6 separate regions of the Mus musculus genome follow, and regions 1, 2, 3, 5 and 6 are each linked to region 4. A link is a contact called in public Hi-C, HiChIP or PLAC-seq and promoter capture Hi-C data. All regions are on one chromosome and are shown on one strand. Each heading gives the region's core, a stretch centred on a gene start, on an enhancer-like site or on the middle of the called end of the contact. The rest is flanking DNA. Distances are from core to core; before and after follow the strand shown. Region 1 has its middle 15 kb from the start of Gm36495. Region 2 has its middle 3.2 kb from the start of Gm36495. Region 3 overlaps Rock2 (Rho-associated coiled-coil containing protein kinase 2). Region 4 holds the start of Pdia6 (protein disulfide isomerase associated 6). Region 5 holds the start of Rock2 (Rho-associated coiled-coil containing protein kinase 2). Region 6 has its middle 20 kb from the start of Gm36495.

The links. Promoter capture Hi-C pulls out the DNA fragments that hold promoters and counts their contacts. Hi-C and Micro-C count contacts between places; a contact is called where the count stands out from the background. HiChIP or PLAC-seq counts read pairs in DNA pulled down with a chosen protein or histone mark.
Region 1: an H3K4me3 HiChIP or PLAC-seq map of forebrain shows a contact between it and region 4, with 3 times the contacts expected there. The contact joins the enhancer-like site here to the promoter of Pdia6 in region 4. A contact is called at or near these places in 10 of 39 promoter capture datasets (the C10 cell line, cranial neural crest, embryonic stem cells and 6 more), 1 of 15 datasets of contacts at CTCF or cohesin (the NIH/3T3 cell line), 8 of 484 Hi-C or Micro-C datasets (cerebral cortex, cortical neurons, cranial neural crest and 5 more), 7 of 115 datasets of contacts at active chromatin or transcription factors (the 230-238 cell line, bone marrow-derived macrophages, embryonic basal ganglia and 4 more) and 1 of 9 other capture datasets (liver).
Region 2: a contact with region 4 is called in a Hi-C map of uterus, with 2.6 times the contacts expected there. The contact joins the enhancer-like site here to the promoter of Pdia6 in region 4. A contact is called at or near these places in 5 of 39 promoter capture datasets (the C10 cell line, cranial neural crest, maxillary cranial neural crest and 2 more), 1 of 484 Hi-C or Micro-C datasets (uterus), 1 of 115 datasets of contacts at active chromatin or transcription factors (bone marrow-derived macrophages) and 1 of 9 other capture datasets (liver).
Region 3: a promoter capture Hi-C map of the C10 cell line shows a contact between it and region 4, with 5 times the contacts expected there. The contact joins the enhancer-like site here to the promoter of Pdia6 in region 4. A contact is called at or near these places in 12 of 39 promoter capture datasets (the 3T3-L1 cell line, the C10 cell line, the HPC-7 cell line and 6 more), 1 of 15 datasets of contacts at CTCF or cohesin (the NIH/3T3 cell line), 1 of 484 Hi-C or Micro-C datasets (liver), 5 of 115 datasets of contacts at active chromatin or transcription factors (embryonic basal ganglia, embryonic forebrain, embryonic midbrain and 2 more) and 1 of 9 other capture datasets (adipose tissue).
Region 5: a contact with region 4 is called in a Hi-C map of double positive thymocytes, with 5 times the contacts expected there. The contact joins the promoter of Rock2 here to the promoter of Pdia6 in region 4. A contact is called at or near these places in 16 of 39 promoter capture datasets (the 3T3-L1 cell line, 3T3-L1-derived adipocytes, the C10 cell line and 11 more), 23 of 484 Hi-C or Micro-C datasets (B cells, CD4 T cells, CD8 T cells and 14 more), 7 of 115 datasets of contacts at active chromatin or transcription factors (astrocytes, effector CD8 T cells, embryonic limb bud and 4 more) and 1 of 9 other capture datasets (liver).
Region 6: an HNF4G HiChIP or PLAC-seq map of pancreatic cancer cells shows a contact between it and region 4. The contact joins the enhancer-like site here to the promoter of Pdia6 in region 4. A contact is called at or near these places in 6 of 39 promoter capture datasets (the C10 cell line, cranial neural crest, frontonasal cranial neural crest and 2 more), 1 of 484 Hi-C or Micro-C datasets (liver), 3 of 115 datasets of contacts at active chromatin or transcription factors (bone marrow-derived macrophages, forebrain and pancreatic cancer cells) and 1 of 9 other capture datasets (pancreatic islet).

What each region holds. Positions count from the first base shown.
Region 1 is chr12:16,834,943-16,837,642 of GRCm38.p6, forward strand. No RefSeq gene overlaps it. Among named protein-coding and RNA genes, the nearest start is that of Gm36495, 15 kb to the right of the region's middle. Within about 2 kb of position 1,444, at least 71 of the 459 cell types and tissues checked have an H3K27ac peak or open chromatin away from gene starts, as enhancers often do. A contact at or near this core is called in cerebral cortex, cortical neurons, forebrain and 1 more, where this site is marked.
Region 2 is chr12:16,852,711-16,855,620 of GRCm38.p6, forward strand. No RefSeq gene overlaps it. Among named protein-coding and RNA genes, the nearest start is that of Gm36495, 3.2 kb to the left of the region's middle. Within about 2 kb of position 1,316, at least 56 of the 459 cell types and tissues checked have an H3K27ac peak or open chromatin away from gene starts, as enhancers often do. A contact at or near this core is called in liver and uterus, where this site is marked.
Region 3 is chr12:16,953,532-16,956,305 of GRCm38.p6, forward strand. It overlaps Rock2 (Rho-associated coiled-coil containing protein kinase 2), which reads left to right. Exons shown (of 33, transcript NM_009072.2): 10 at 1,376-1,436; 11 at 2,139-2,150. Among named protein-coding and RNA genes, the nearest start is that of Gm22303, 15 kb to the left of the region's middle. Within about 2 kb of position 1,335, at least 10 of the 459 cell types and tissues checked have an H3K27ac peak or open chromatin away from gene starts, as enhancers often do.
Region 4 is chr12:17,265,221-17,267,930 of GRCm38.p6, forward strand. It overlaps Pdia6 (protein disulfide isomerase associated 6), which reads left to right and starts at 1,369. Exons shown (of 13, transcript NM_027959.4): 1 at 1,369-1,431. The coding sequence starts at 1,413.
Region 5 is chr12:16,893,628-16,896,465 of GRCm38.p6, forward strand. It overlaps Rock2 (Rho-associated coiled-coil containing protein kinase 2), which reads left to right and starts at 1,351. Exons shown (of 33, transcript NM_009072.2): 1 at 1,351-1,703. The coding sequence starts at 1,563.
Region 6 is chr12:16,869,276-16,871,975 of GRCm38.p6, forward strand. No RefSeq gene overlaps it. Among named protein-coding and RNA genes, the nearest start is that of Gm36495, 20 kb to the left of the region's middle. Within about 2 kb of position 1,291, at least 212 of the 459 cell types and tissues checked have an H3K27ac peak or open chromatin away from gene starts, as enhancers often do. A contact at or near this core is called in forebrain, liver and pancreatic cancer cells, where this site is marked.

The DNA.
Region 1 (2,700 bases), core at 194-2,693, 430 kb before region 4:
AGCGAGTGGACCGATTCCATCTTCTCTGTCAGGTAAGGACCACCCACCGGTCCTCTGTAGAAAGGAGGAGGCCGGGCTCTGGAGGGTGAACAAGGTGTTGCCCAGGGCTTCGTGGCTGAGGAAGACTGGGCCACAGTGTGCACTCCCAAGCAGGCAGTGTAATCCACAAGCCCACACTCATGCCCTTGGAAAACTGACCTCTAGTCAGGTTGGAGTTATAACCCCTTAGAGGGAGTCTTAATTTTCCGACAAGTGCTTCATGAGCGGGGATGGATATGATCTCTAACTGGGATGCCTGTGCCACCCAGCCCACTCCTCTGACCACTTTTCCATCCTTTAACCAGTACTGTGGGTACAGGTTAGGTACGGTGAGGACAGGTGACAAGAAGAGATGTATCAATGGTCTTAGGAACCCCCAACCATAAATTTATCTTTGTTACCAACAATTTATAACATAATGTTGCTGCTGATAGGTGTCTCAGTTCCTAAGACCGTCAGAAATCTGTGTTTCCCATGGTTGAGACCCAGAGTTGACCACCACTGACTGACAGCTTGACTTCAGGAGTCTGGAATGCTCATGTATTAGCATTAATTCTGAACAAGAGCACTTGATTTGACATGTTTTGAGTGAATCACAGAAAGTAATATGCCACAGCTCAGAGGCAGGCAGCTCATTGGTAGAGCACTTGTCTCATATATATGAGGTCTTAGGTTCGATCCCTGAGACCACAAAGAAAGACTGCCACCAAGAACGTACAAAGTCATCATTAATGCTTGAAATATGGTATTTTTATGGATTAATATTTAACAGCATCTCAGAAGGTAGGATTCTCAGGACCTTGTGAAAATATACTATAATACAGTTTTGTTTTTTAAAAGTTAAAGCAAGGAGGGATGGAATGGGGGGGGTCAGTTACAAAGGTGAGACCAGGAAGGGGACATTTGAAATGTAAATAAATAAACCAAAAAGAAAAAAATGTTAAAGTAATTGGGGCAAAGGCTAAAGAAGGACAGAAATTAACATGAGGGGGTGAGGGGTGAGCCCCAGAGGGCATTCTGTGCATATGTCATTCATTGCAGTTTGGTCTAAAAATAACCAACACCACCACTTTTTTATGGGAAACATCCTCTCTTTGTCATCGATGGACCCTCTTGTCCCTTTTGCACTTGATCCTTTCTGGCCAGCATTAGGAAAGGTTAGTGATACTGTTCTTTGTCTGCAGGGAGGGGAGGTAGGGGTTATTTTTGTGTTTTGTTTTCCTCTGAGAAGCTACCTAACACAGCAGCTGGGATAATGAACAGTCACTTGAGCTTTTTAAAACAAATGACCATGAGGAACAGTTGAGGATTCATTTGTCAAGCCGAGTTGGAACGTCTTCTGTGGGCAAGCTCATGTTTCCAATTTGGGACGCGTAGCAATCAGCTGCGGAGCGTCTCATATCCGCTTGACGTCAGCACTGAGCCCTGTGGTATCTTTAGTAGCTCACTGTGCACAGTGACACCAAGGAATGAGCTGTCTCCTGGAAAACAGCTTGTTTGACATATGTTTATGCAGCTACAACTTGGCAGTGATATCAGAACTCTCTTCTAGAAATTTCTATCACCGCTACACACAATGGACAAATCTGAAAGAGAGAGTTTCTGTTTCCTAATGGCCCTCCCTTTCCTGTGAGGATCATGAGCTACACCCTCATGTAACCGCAACCTGGGCTATACAAACATTGACAGCATTCCTTCCATCAGCATCAAATAGATGAGCTGAACATATAGAAGGAAAAATAAAATGCCCCAGTGCAGAGCCGAATTCTGTTTTACACAAAATGTCCGTAGTTTTCATTTTGTCTTGCTGTACAAATGAAAACATCAAATACACCAGGCACAAAATGTTAAAATCAATACTATTTTGCTTTTAGTGAATTTGGGGTCTATGTGTATTACAGAGATTATATATGTATATATGTGTATATATATATATATAGTGTGTGTAGTGTGTGTATGTGTGTATGTATATACACATATATAGAGATCTTATACACATACATGTAAACATATGTACATATATTGTGTGTTGTATGTGTATGTATGTGTTTTTGTATATATATGCACATATAGAGAGATTTTACATATATGTGCATATATATATACATATATTGTGTGGTGTGTGTGTGCTCAAGTGCACAAGTGTGTGAAGCAGTTACATGAGTGCAAAAGCACGTATGTGGGCATTCTCTTGAAACTGCAGGAGGACCTCAAGTATCCACTGATTGGGGCTGTAAGGTGCAGGTATGAGATCTAGCTTGCAAGCTTCCAGGATCCGCTCTTGCTGTCCCCACCTCCTTGGCACTGGGATCACAAGTGGATTGTACCTGCCTTTTGCACGGGTGTTGGGGATTGAACTCAACTCCTTACACTCATGTTGCAAGCACTTCATCTACTGAGCTATTCCCCAACTCACCATTTTTTAAAAATCCATTTTATGGGACTGCAGGGATAGCCCTGTATTGTACTTGCTTTGTGTCTCATTACCTCTGTTCCTTAAGCTCTGGGGAGATAAGGTCTCAGTCTGCCTTGGTCTCTTGGCCTTATCTAGAAAGCCTAAAATTACTTCTATCTAGAAGTGTAGAGACTGTACCACATCACCATGTCTATCACGATATTGAGTGGATGAATGAATGCATTAACAAACTAGTGTATAAAACT
Region 2 (2,910 bases), core at 66-2,565, 410 kb before region 4:
AGCAGCTGGGGATCGCTGTAAGTCTGAGGCTGTTCTACATAGCAAATTCCAGACCAGTCAGAGTTATTTAGTGGCATCTTGTCTCAATAACAACAATAATAATTATTATCATCATTATCTAAAAAAGCACTTTTAAAAATAGTCATGTAAGATGGTTATAAACATGGTTGTTTATTTTGGATCTGTTTTTTTTTTTATCATTTTTTCATTTACTGCTGGGTGAGAGAGGCTAGCTGAAGAGTCCGTGAGCACCATGGTGTGCACGTGGAGACTTGAGGACAATCTTTCAGAGTCCATTGTCACCTCCCACCTTGGTTCTGAGGGAACTATCTCTCATATTCTTTCTGCTGCTCTGAGTATTCCAGGCTAGACCTAAAAGCTTCCAGGAGATTCTCCAGCCTCCCTCCTCCCATCTCATAGTAGGAGTGCAGGGATTACAGACATAACCTACCACATGTGACTTTCTGGAGGTTCCAGGGATCGAACTTAGGTCCTAACGCTTGCTCCTGCTGAGCCATCTCATTGATCCCGGATTTTCTCTTTATGCTGTAACTGCAATCTGTTGTGATGTCCCCTTAGAAAATACTCCTGTCAGGATTGGGATGTAGCCTCCTGGTAGAGAGTACTTGTCTAACAGTACTTGCCCTTCCCCAAAGAAATCCCTTTAATGTTGTATTACAAATGTGTCTCGTCTTTCGATTAAAGATCCCTCCACACTGACTAACTTCAGGCCTCACTGAACCTGGAATCATTCCTGAAAATCTTGTGGTTTGGAAGGTAGAGCGATTGATTGCCCCGGTTCACTGAAGTCAAGGGCTAGAGTTAAGTTGCTGACTCACTCTGAGTCTGGGTGGTTTTCTGCTAGATTCTGGGATCTCCAGGCGTCAGGACTGCCAGGCTGTGTGTGGACTCTCCCTTTACTCCTTCCTACTCTACAAATTCCCATAGGAAAAGCCAAAAGGGATCTCGCAAGGAGTCCTTGATGAGACAGCCTCTGCCAAGAGGGGGCTGGAGCATCCCGCTCTGCCACAGCCCACACAGGGAGGCTGCGGTAGAGAGACACAAACCAGAATCAAGTGACTCAAACAGACAGCTTCTTCAGGAGGAGCACATGACAGGTGCAGCCAGGAGTTCTGCATCCCAGAGTAGGACCCCAGTGAAACACTGGTGTGGCTCCCACATGATCAAGAGAGGCAACGGCAGACAGCGGTAGGATTTCATGTCTGCACTTCCGCGCTCCTGAAACAGCTCAGCTTTGCAAAGAAATGGCTTGACTGTGTTGAGCCAAGGCCACACCCAGGTTCAGGCTTGCTGCCAAGGGCCCTAACTGACCACTCATCTTTGGCGTTGGGCCTGTGGACACTCCTTTTGTTGATCAGGGCTCTTGAGAATTACAAAGCATTGCCTAACCTGTGTAAGCCCACAGATTCAATCCCCAGTACAGCAAACAAAATATATTTTGAAAGTAATAAAGTAAAATCATAAAAGCATTGCCTCTGGGAGCAAAGAGGACCTAAATGTCACTGAAGGCTGTGACTCTTAAAGGGGTGACCCTGACAAGGACAGTGAAGATGAAAATGGCGACAAAGGGCTAGAGACATGGCTCCACGATTAAGTACATGTACTGCTGTTGTAGAAGACCTGAGTTCAGTTCCCAGCATCTGTATCAGGTGGCCCACAATCACCTGTAACTCTAGCCCCAGGGACCTGATGCTCTCTTCTGGCCTTCAATGGTACTGGCACACACTTGCACATACCCACATATGTACACAAACATATTAAAATATAACAAGGGGCTGGAGAAATGACTCAGCAGTTAAGAGTACTTTATGCTCTTCCAGAGGACCAATGTTTGATTCTCAGAACTCATTTGGGGACTCAAAACCATTCACCTGTAACTCCAGTTCCAGGAGATCCGATGTTCTCCTCTGATATCCATAGCATGTGCAAGGTATATGGACATATATACAAGCAAAGCACCCAGACACATGAAATAAACTACAAATAATCAAATATAAACACATGTTCAATAAAAAGAAATTATTTTAAAAGCCTATCAATGAGGATATTAAGGTAGCTTTTTTCAAAAGCAAAGTGGATACAGTTTGAGAATTCCCATCTTGGCTAAAGTTGTATATTGTTTCACCAATGTTAAAATCTCTTTTGTAAATGATAGAGACTGTGATAATTCTGGCCAGCAGTTGGTGTTACCATGTGCTGGTGGACACTGGAAGTGTATCTCATTTAATCACTGTGAGAACCTTAAGAGATACACACTATTGTTAACCCAACCTTGCTTCTGAAGGAACTGAATTAGGGAGAGCCAGTTTGCCCCATCTCCATAGCAGCATGTCCTAAGTCAGGACTTGAACCCAGACAGTCTGGTTTTATCAGGCATATCCTTAACTGTCCCATCATTCTATTGGAGTAGACTACAGGTGGTCTTAGAATTCTTGCCTGCATCTCCCAGAAAAAAGGTCTAGGGGCTGGAGATGTAGGAATGGGGTTTTTGTCTTGTATGTGTAAGGCTCTGGATTCTATTAAAAAAAAACAAAAACAGGCATGGTGGCACCGACTATAATCCTAGCACTCCAGAAACAAAGGCAGGGGGACCAGAAGTTACTTCAAGGCCATCCTTGACTACATGATGAGTTCAAGGCCAACTTGGGTTCCATGAGGCCCTGTCTAAAATAATAAGAAATAGATTGCTGGGCGATGGTGGCACATGCCTTTAATTCCAGCACTTGGGAGGCAGAGAGAGGCAGATTTCTGAGTTCTAGGCCAGCCTGGTGTACAAAGTGAGTTCCAGGACAACCAGGGCTATACAGAGAAATCCTGTCTCGAAATCCCCCTCCCCCCCCCCAAAAAAAAAAGAAAGAAAGAAAGAAAGAGAGAGAGAGAGAGAGAGAG
Region 3 (2,774 bases), core at 85-2,584, 310 kb before region 4:
TTTTATTCATTTACAAATGATTGAAAGGCACTGTCCTATATTCTTTTGAAGATATGCAGTAAGAACAAATACTTGACTTTGATGGAGTTTATTATCTCATGAAGAATATAAGAGAATCACAGAATTATAAAGAAAGGTAGAATGTGATTTGCCTTTAAACAGATTATCACAGTGGATGTTCTTCTGAGGGAGTTTTGACTGGTAAGCAAGGAGAAGCCACTGAAAACTGTTAAATATTGGAATCAAATGTTATAAGTGTTTGAGAAACTTCTTGGTACACTCACATATCATGATGAGAGTGACCAGCTGTCCCAATCTCTCCAGGTTTAGGTGTTTCCTAGGATGAGATAACAAAACCAGGAAAATCTTAGGCAAGTGAAGTTGGATTAGTCACCTTCCTTAAATTATAATATTCTAAACCTATTTTGAGTTCTGAATAAAATAAGGGTATTGGACTGGAGAGATGTCTCAGTGTTTAAGAGCCCTGGCTGCTCTTCTGGGGGACCCAGGTTTGATTTCCAGCACCCACATGACAGCTCACCACCATCTGTAATTCCAGTTCCAGGAGATCCGAAGCACTCTTCTGGCCTCCATGGACAGCAAGCATGCATGTGGTGCACAGACTAACATTTAGGCATCAATTAAACAGTATGTGTTTTTTTTAAAAAGTGTCAGGGATAAAGGAAACTTATCCATGTTTATAGATGGTGGGAAGGACAAAACTGAAAGAGAAATTGACAGTTATATCAAAAAGATGACTTAGGGGCTAAGAAGATGGCTTAGTAGATAGGGGCTTTGCTGCCAAGCCTGATGACTCACATGGTGAAAAGAGAAGACCGACTCCCACAGATTGTCCTCTGATGTCTACATGTATCTCCTGGTGTTTGTGTACATGAACACACACAATAACTTGAGTGTAAAAAAATGTAAAGTTTCACTGGGTGGTGGCAGCACACGCCTTTAACCCAGCACTCGGGAGGCAGAGGCAGGATGAATATCTGTTACTTTGAGGCCAGCCTGGTCTACAGAGCAAGTTCCAGGAAAGCCAGGCCTACACAAACCCTGTCTCGGGGGGGGAAAGATTACTGAGTTATTTAAATTATGATACCAAACTCATATGTTATCTTTGCAAAAAGAAGAAGAGCTGTTCCTTTCTAAAAGAAATTATAGAATATAGTCATTATAGAAGCTCAAGTGGGATGAAGAGGTCTGTGTTGTGAGTCTAGTCCTAACATAGTTAAGACTGGTTTCTTTGGAGAGGCAGAGAGCAGAATTAGTGCTTCACTTAGAATGCTCATGGTCTGAAAGTAGCTTGATTAATGTGATTAAATGGATTAAAGTGTAATGAAAAGAATCTCTCCTTCTGTCCTTCCAGGTTATTAAGTGACTCTCCACCTTGTAGAGAAAATGATGCAATACAAACAAGGAAAAGTGAAGTATGTATACATTTTTTACTGTTTTATTTACTTTAGTAACATGTTCAAATACTTACACCACTATTTTGATTTTTAATTATTTTTGTGTACAAGTGTTTTGCTTGTATTAATATCTGTTCATCAAGTGCATGCAGTGTTGTGGAGGTCAGAAGGGAGGGTTGGAGCCTCTGGACTTGTAGTCGGTTCCACCAAGTTGATTTTGGGAACTGAATCTAGATCATCTGTAGACCAGTGCTCTTAACTACTGGACCATGTTTCCAGCGCCATCATACCAGTGATTTTAAAAGCTCACTTGATACTCCTTATGCGAATATGTGCTTTTAGCTTCATTCATTATTAGGAATGATAGATTTAAAACTAGCTGTAATTCCAGCTAGAAGACATTATGATCTTAGTGTGGTAAAAGAGTATAAGCAATGGGGCACATAACTAGGGGAGAGGTTAAAATTCTGAGTTCCTGTTTACGAGTGTATATAAAGAACAGTGACTCAAAGCATTAAAATAATTTGTGACTACATACAAAGCTAAATCATATGTAAATATTTCTTCACATGTAATGAAAGGTAGAAAAACCTGTTAGGTAATTTTGGAATGGTATACATTGTATGTCTTTTATAAGTACTTTTATGTGTCTTTTATATGAGACTTTTATAAAATATAACAAGCATTGAAATGTTTTCTTTCCTTCCTTTTTCTGAATAGGAAAGTCAGGAGGTACGTTATCAAATACACCGAAAAGGAGGAAAAAGTCATGTTTTAATCTAGTCATAGTCTGCTTCCCATTTGGAGTACTGCACCTACCCAAGAGACTTCCCATCCTTTTTCCTACCAAGTACCCTTTTATTATTTTTCTTATGAGTCTGTTGTTTAAAATATGAGTTATGTAATATTTTTGTCTTTATTTATCAAGGACATGTAACAGTATGTTCAGAATATTACAGCAATCAAACAACCAAAGTACTTACCTTGACAAGCTCATTAGTCTGTATTTTCTTTAAAAAAAAAATATATATATATATATATAGTTTTTTCTCCCCTCCCCTTCCCTCCTTTCAGAAAGTGTCTCAATTGTACCTGGAACTCAAAGATAAGTCAGATTGGATGACCAGCAAGCCCCAGGGATCTGCTTGTCTCTGCCATATTTTCCACCAAACTCCCCACCCCCACCCCAAGCACTGGAGTTAGAGATTCACACTTGATTTTGTTGTTGTTTTGTTTTAGTTGGTTGGTTGGTTGGTTGGTGTTTTATTTTGTTTTGGAAATGACTTGCTTTGTAGGCTTGGCTGACCTAGAGCTTACCATCGAGTCCAGGTTGATTTCTACCTGCCTCAACCTCTA
Region 4 (2,710 bases), core at 119-2,618:
TTATTGTTGTTAAAATTTTTATTAGCATTTAAAAAATTTAGACAGGATCTCATGTAGTCCAGGCTGGCCACAAACTGACTGTGTCGCCAAAGCTGGCCTTGAACCCCTAATTCTCTTGCTTCCTTTTCTTTAGCGCTGGCACTACAGGTGTGTTACTGTCTTAGTTGGGGTTACTGTAGCTGTGATGAAACACCATGACCAAAGCAACTTGGGGAGGAAAGGGTTTGGTTTATCCTTCCATGTTGATTATTCAAGAAAGTCAGGGCAGGAAGGCAAACAGGATGGGAACCCGGAGGCAGGAGCTGAAGTAGAGGCCACGGAGAGATGTGGCTTACTGACGCGCTGCTCAGGACTTACCCTCAACCTGCTTTCTTATAGAACCTAGGACCGCAAGTCCGGGGACCGCACCACTCACAATGGGCTGGGCCCTTTCAATCACTAATTGAGAAAATGTCCTACTGTTGGATCTTATAGAAGCTTTTTTTTTTGTTGTTTTTGAGGTTTCCTCTAGCTTGAGTCAAGTTGCCATAAAACTAGCCACCATAGTCACCATGCTGTGTTTCTGTGGTGCTAGGGATCCTAGCCAGGGCTTCACGCATGTTACTCAAGCACACCAACAGAAAGGCATCCCCTGCCATTATTTTTCTATTGTGTCTCACTCTGTTAGCCTTAAACACCTTTGTAAATATTGCAAAGCAATACATTTTAGCCCTCACCCCCAGAGCCAAGAACGATAAACCCCGCAGTTTATACTCTGAGGGTCTAGGGGCACATGAGTGAACAAGGCTTTGCAATCAATTTAACAAAATAAAGTTTGGAATGATACTATATACAGAATAAGTTTGGCAAATGGTTTTCACTGAATGCTGAGTCCGCGAACAAAAGAATAAATAAGGTCCCAAACACACTGAAGTCTTAGGACTATTCTCCCGACATAAAGGGACAGTTCAAGGAATGAGAGCTGGAAGGGGCCACGAGAGAGGCAAAGAGGAAAAAGAATGAAAGCCAGGAAGAAATGAGGACCCCTTAGTCCTGGGTTTTTTGTTTTGTTTCAGTTAACTCAGAAAAAAATTAGGGGAACAAGGGGTACCCCGCAGGAACAGGGCCGGAGGTCCCCTGACCCCGCCCCTTCATTCCCCGCCCATCCTCGCCCTGCCCCGCCCCGCTCCGCTACTCCGCTCGCCCCCACCCCCGAGGAAAAAAAAACAAACCGGTAACCTCTACCCGGCCGCTTTCAATTGGCCACGCACATGAGCGAAGTCCACAGAGACCAATGAAAGGCGGCCACGGCGTGGCGAGCCCTTCCGGCCCGCCTCCGCGCGCCGGCGCACCGCCCGCTAGAAGCCGAGGGCGGGACGTGGGCGCGGCAGAGCCGAGGCAGCGGCGGCACGGACAGAATGCGGGTGATCGGCATGGCTCGCCTGGTGCTCGGTAAGCGCGGGCCTGTGGTGGGAAGCCGGTCGGAGGCAGCCTGAAGGGCCGGGGCCGCGAAGCAGGGCCGAGTGGAGGGACGAGTTGCCGGGCCTGCCTGGGGACTTCGCGGCGAGCTGGGTGGGAGAGGCCAGGTCGGGCCCACTACGGGAGGCCCCGGGGAGTCGGAGACTTGCAGCCTCTGCTCCCCACGAGTGCGGTCCGCCTCCGGTCCAGCTCAGCCTTCACTTTTATAGGCAGATAGCAGAGGCCTGTCCCGAAGGTGTCTTAGAAGTGGGCAGTGCCCACTGACCAAGGCCTCACAACTCCTGAGCACTTAAAATGCCTTTGGTCGTCCACCCAGGTGTCCGGGAATGATGTTTAGCGACTCGTGGGCGAATCTGAGGGGCCCTCATCTCCCGGCTGTCCTTGTAAATGGGCCTATAGTTTTTGACATTAGTTAACTCAGCTGATCCTGGCTAGAAAGTAGGAGAGGGAGGTGGATCCCTACACCACTTCTCCCTCCATTTACTAGTTGAGACCCGGAGCATATTTTCTCACTGCTCTGCCAGCTTTTTTCAACCGTGTTCGCCCCATGAGCTATAGTACATATTTAAAGAGAGTAAGCAAGAAAAATACTACTTTCTGGGTTACTGTAGAGAGCAGATGAGAGGGAAAGATTTAATCTTTGGTTTTCCAGTGAGTGCCTGTGAAAAAGTGATTCTATCAATTAACTCATTATTTTAATAAGGTAGTCAGCCTTTTTTTTGGCTACCCTGCTGCCAGCGGCTGCCAGGCAGAAATGTTACTGGTGTGAATTTATAACACCCTTAACTGCTACAGAGATTGAATGGGAAGCCACAGATGGCAAAACCATCTGCACGCATAGATTGTGGACCCTGGGAGTTCTTTTTTTCCCGGTGGTGCTCATTATCACTGTGTAGAGTGGCCATGTGAATTTTAGAAGCAGGATTTGATGGGTCAGCATTGACCTATTCAGCCATAGTAAACCACCACCACCACCCCGGGTGGGGGTGGGGCTGTTGCTTGGAGAGCAAGTGCAAGGAACAGTGTATTTGATTCTTCCTAACCCTGTTAGATCATCTTAGAGCCATCAGTTGGTAGGCTGAGGCAGAACTGGGTGGTTCCACTTCTCTTGGCCATTAGGGCATCAGGGGAGCAACATGTTCTCTGCAGGCTCCCACAGGGATGGAGGCTCCATGCCTCAGGAAGGCATTCCTCTTCCATGGCTGATATAGTAAGACTTCTGTCTTTACACTTTGCCTAGTTCCTTGAGAGC
Region 5 (2,838 bases), core at 101-2,600, 370 kb before region 4:
AGACTTAGGTTAGCCTCAAACCCTCCTGCCTCTGTCTCTCCCCAGAGCTGGCATTAAAGACCTATGAGGCCACCACCCTACTTGACATCTTTAGAAGTGGGGGGAAAATCCCATTCAGTTAGGAGCAAGTGTGTTCTCTCACTTGTTTAGCTGCTCATTTCAAAGTGTTCATAATCCCCTTTGCATTTTTTCACTTCCGGTAAATTTTCCCTAGTCTCAACCGGCTTGCAATACCCGTAGGATTCTTCCCGTGAATATGACAAGAGCTTGTTTGGATTATTCAGCTGCTGGAAGATTGGGTCCACTCCCAGGGTTTTGGTCATTGCGAACATTCTGAATAGCCCTGCTGTAAACATCTCCACGCAAAGTCCTCCTCTTTTCGGATCATTTCCTTACACTTGGACTTCCTTAAATGGCCTTACTGGGTCAAAGGGGCTCTGTGAACAGTTTTATAGCTCTTGGCACATAGTTTTCCGATTGCGCCCTGAGAGGATCTGACCAATGGCTAGGGGGCAAGGAGAGGGCAGGAATGCGGAGAAGCAGCCCCTCTCTTTCACTCTCCAAAAGCAAGGGCCCCGCGGATGCAGAAGCGCTTCCTTATTGCCTCCTGTTCCCTCCGCCTGGCCAGTGTCTAAGGTCTAAGGCCAGGCGGGCACCTTGGTCAGGGAAGGGCACAAAGGTTTCTGAGAGTTTAGGATTTATGACCCGGAGGCAGAAACAACTCCTCCAGGCCTCCCAGCTCCGGGACTCAACAGGATTCAAACGAGTCCCACACTCTTAGCGCGGGCTAGGGGCGCGGCCTCCCCGCCCCCTGGGAGCCCCAGGCGCAGGCCTCAGGCGCACCAGGCCTGGGAAGGGCGCTGACCCGGGGCGCAGCAGTTCGGCGCGGCTTGCATAGCTGCGCGCTGAGTCAGCGGGACACAGCGGGCGGGGGGCGCGGACGTCAACTAGGCCTCTGGGTCCGGCCGGCGACGTGGGACACACGACGGGGACCACGGGGCACCGCGCTGCCATCCGTCCCGCCTCCCAGTCCCGCGAACCGGCCCGACGAGGCAGGGAGACTAGCCAGGCGGCGGGAACGGAAAAGAAGCCTGGCTGCTCAGCCCGGTGGCGGGGCGTGGCCGGAGGCCAGGGGCGGGGCGTGCCGCGGGGCCGCGCCGGGGTGGGCGGGGCGGGGCCGGGCCGCGCGCAGCCGACCGCGGGCGGAGGGGCTTGTGGGTAGCGGCGGCGCGCGGCCGAGTAGGGACGCGGCTCCGACTGCGTGTGAGGGGAGCGGGCGTGTGGGCGCGCGAGGCGGCCGGCGGCGATATGCGGGTGGACGGGCGACGGCCCTAGCGGCCTGAGCCCCGAGGGCGGGGTGGTGCGGCGCGGGCGCCCCTTCCCCGCTCCCGCCCGCCGGGTCCTGGCGAGCTCGCTACGGGCCGGGCGGCGCGCGTGCGGCTGAGGGGCGGGGACGCCGTGTGCCTCGCTGCTCCCGGCCGGGCCGGGCGGCTCCTCAGACAGCGGCGCGCGGCGTGCCGGGGCGGAGGTTCCGCGGGCGGCGCTAGGCCCGGCGAAGCGGCATGAGCCGGCCCCCGCCGACGGGGAAAATGCCCGGCGCCCCCGAGACCGCGCCGGGGGACGGGGCGGGCGCCGGCCGTCAGAGGAAGCTGGAGGCGCTCATCCGAGACCCTCGCTCGCCCATCAACGTGGAGAGTCTGCTGGTAGGTGCGGGCTAGGGAGGGAACTCCCCGCCCTGCCTGGTCCCCCCTCGGCCCACCCGCCCCGCTTCCGGCTGCCCGGGGAGCTGGAGACCCAGGTTCCAGAGTGGAGACCCCACCTGGGATTCTCGGGTCCACCTCCCTGCCGAGCGAGTGTCATCTCGGCCGCCCCCGTTCTTGGAGCGCGCAGGGAGGAAACACCCCTGGTCTCCTTCCCGCCTACCCAGTTGGTTTGGGGCGGAAAGGTGGAGGATTGGCTGTGCTTCCTACACTGGGCTACCCAATTTGAAAGTGTCACGCAGTGTGGGAGCTAGGGTGAAAACCCAGGGAGAAAGAAACCCGACGCTCTTCCTATTGGGAGTACCACCGGGGGCACACGACAAAGAGCTCGTCAGGAAGCTGGGAACGCACAGCTAGCTCAAGTTTGCTGCTTTCAGTTGCTCTTGGACATTCCATAGTAGCTATTTAGTACATTTGAATTTATGTAAATTAAATTTCCGGAGATTGTTGCTCTGAAGCCAAGAAATGAGTCTGAATTGTAGAATGGGATAAATCTCTCCCCTTCATCTTGTCTTTCCCATAGCATTCAAAATCCAAATTAAGAGCCTTGGAAAAGGCAGCTAACTGGAGCTCGGTTAAGAAAAGAACACGATTTACAATAAATGCCATGTAGAATGCTGGTATACTTCTGGTCGTGTTGAGGGAAGCGATTATGCTTGGCAAACGAATTTGATTAGTGTGCACCTAGAGTTGCATTTATGGGAAAAAGTGGTGTGAACGTGTACCCTGAGGAGAAGTCGGAAAAAAAAAAGATACTCCGGCTATTAGCTTTGGAGGTCTAGACTTAGGGTGGGTGATCAGGCATTCTGTGCCAAAAAGCATGTCAGACCTGAGCTCTGCTAGGAGAAGCCTAGTGACTCTGTGATGAGAAAAACTGTCTCCTCCCTTTCCACTGACTAACTTTTCTTCTGAGGCCGTTGGTTATCCTTTGAGGTTTCTGGAATCATTTGCAGAGTGACTCAGTTCTGTTTGGCCACAGCGCAGGAACTGACTAGAGTGTGGGTATCGCTCTATAGGATGTGTAAATATAGAGATTTTGACTTTTGGGGGCGGGGGGAGTGTTTTTGTTTGGTAGTGG
Region 6 (2,700 bases), core at 41-2,540, 400 kb before region 4:
AAATGGATTCTGTATTCCCCAAGCTCTGCAGACCACCGGGAGGGGCTGGCTGTACAAGTCAAAGCTTGTTCACTGTCACAGTAAGGCCACTCAGGATCTGGCCCACAGCGACCTTTCTTTGTCCCTCCACATAGCTGTTGCTAGAAATTCCCATTAAAATTTTTTTTCCTTCTTAGAATTCTAATAGGGTATTATGTTACATAAATTTAAGCCCCAAGAGAACATGCTGTTTCAAAAAGATAGCAGTGTACATATCAGGAACCCAAGAGCCTCAAGAGTGACTGGAACAAGAAACAGGGAAACTGTCAGAAGTTCTCTGGAGTCTGGGGGTCACTGTGAGCTCTTGCAGACAGGCTCCCAAGGCGTGTTCACATCTGGCCAGCTTAGCTGGCCATGCCTGGCTTGACCAGCTTCCTCTCTCAAGGGCCTGGAAGAAGTGAAGAAACAAATCACAAATCAACAGTCAATAACAAGCGGCTGATTAGCGAGCTTGGCTCCATCTCTGGTCCAGTTTGCTAAAGGGGAGAGAGAGGGGGAGTGGGTGGGGCTGGTTTTGAATTAAGGGAATAAGGGCTGGGGAAAATGTCTCACTTGGTAAGGTGCTTTCCATAAAAGCATGAAGACCCGGGTTCAATTAATAAACTAACAATCTAGGCACGGTATTTCATGCTTGTAATCCCAGTGCTGAAGAGGCAGAGACAGAGAGACTCCTGGAGTCTGCCTGCTGCCTGGTCAGTCTAACCTGCTTGGCAAGCTCCAGGCCAATGAGAGTCTATCTCAAAAAACCAAGGTGGACAGTGCTTGACAAACAACTGAGGGTGTCCCTTGGCCTCTACCCGAGAACAAATGGCATGCACAGGAACGTGAAGGCAATGGAGTCGGGGCACAGACATCCACATTCCTCTAGAAAGGTCTGCTTTCACATAGCAGAGTTGCTGCTATGCTTTATCGTTCCCATGGTAACACCTACCCCTCTGTTTTAAGAGAGACTAGCTGTTGGTCCATAGCACTTGGATTCCTCTTGGGATCTTGGGCGCTGGTTACTTCTGGAAACCCCTCAGAGCCCCAGTAGTTGCAGGAAGAGATACGAGCTCTGCATAGCCTTGCCCAGGACAGCCACGCACCCTCCAGCCAAGTGCAGAGGGTGCCAACTCCACTTCCACACCATGGAGGGGTGCCAGGCAATTCACAGGTCGTCTCTGCAACAGTAACAGTCATAAATACTCAGCTATGAGATGTGCTCTCTTGGCCCTGGGAGGCTTAAATGGGCCTCTTTATTTCCCAGCCTTCCTGCTAAAGCGGGGAGCAGAGCAGAGCTGGGAGGAAGGACATTCCAGAAATGCCACAGAGCCCTCAGTGAGCCTGCTAGAGGAAGCACTTTAGAGAGAGGGAGCTGCAGGAAGGGGCCCAGGCCCCAGGGCCAGTGGCTGCCAGGGTGAGGGGAGGGCCTGGCCTTGCCTTCAGAGAAACCCCTGGGGCCAGGGTAGGGCTAGCTTCTCATCCAGGCCAGTTTTCCACTACGTCACATCGCCTTTGGTTCAAATTGGTGGAATGTTACCACAATATGGCATCTGAGTGAACTCCAAAGATGTCGTGTTGGTCAAAGATCCCTGGGGGAAGTGGCCCGGATTAACTTTAAACCAAATCATTTTCAAACAGTCTCCACCCAGGTCCTGCTTGTTTACTTAGTGGGGGAAATCCGCCTTCTTCGGGCCTGCAGCTGTTGAGTCCACTGGGGGCACAGTGATACAAAAGGAAAGAGAAAGCACTCTGCAAGCAGTGGGTTCCTCCTGACCAACTGACATCTTTTTGTTTTCAAATGGTGGAGCTGGAGGTGGAACCCAGAGCCCCAAGTAAACTATCTGAGTCCTCTCCTTCCAGAAGCATTCCCGGTCTTGAATGGAGGGCTGGGTTAGCTATCACTGGCCACACACAGAGCCTATGCTATTCATCCTGGGGTGATAGCTCCTTGGTAAAGTGCTTGCTTTACAATCATGAGGCCCAGAACCCACATTTAAAAATAAAAGCCACACTTGGGGGTTTATCCTTGTAATCCAGCACTGGGGAGATGGAGAGTCAGCCTGACTGGGGAGCTCTAGACCAAAGAGAGACTCTGCCTCAAAAAAGATAGGTAGACAGTCCCGAGGAATGACAACAGAGATTGCCTGCTATCCTCCACATCTACCTGTATATAAATCCACATGTGTGTATATAAACACACACACACACACACACACACACACACACACACACACACACACACACACAAGCATACAAAGGAATCATAGGTAAGCAAGATAGCTCAGTGAGCAAAGGTGTCATCCACCAAGCCTGACAGCCTGAGTTCAATCGCTGGGCCCCATATGGTAGGAGGAGAACACCAACTCCAGAAAGTTGTTCTCTAAACTTCATGTGCATTTAGATAGATAGATAAGATAAGATAAGATAAGATAAGAACAGAAACGTCATACAACTTTGTTTTATGTTTTGTGGTGCTGGGATCAAGCCACTGGACAATACACTCAACCCCTGACGGGCATTTCTCTGTGACCTCTTTTGGCTTGAGAAAGCCATGGGGCATCTCCTCAGGGAAAGCTTTCCCCAGTTGGAATGATGTAAACACTCATTCATGCATGCACACACACACACACACACACACACACACACACACACACACACACACACACACACATGGGCTGC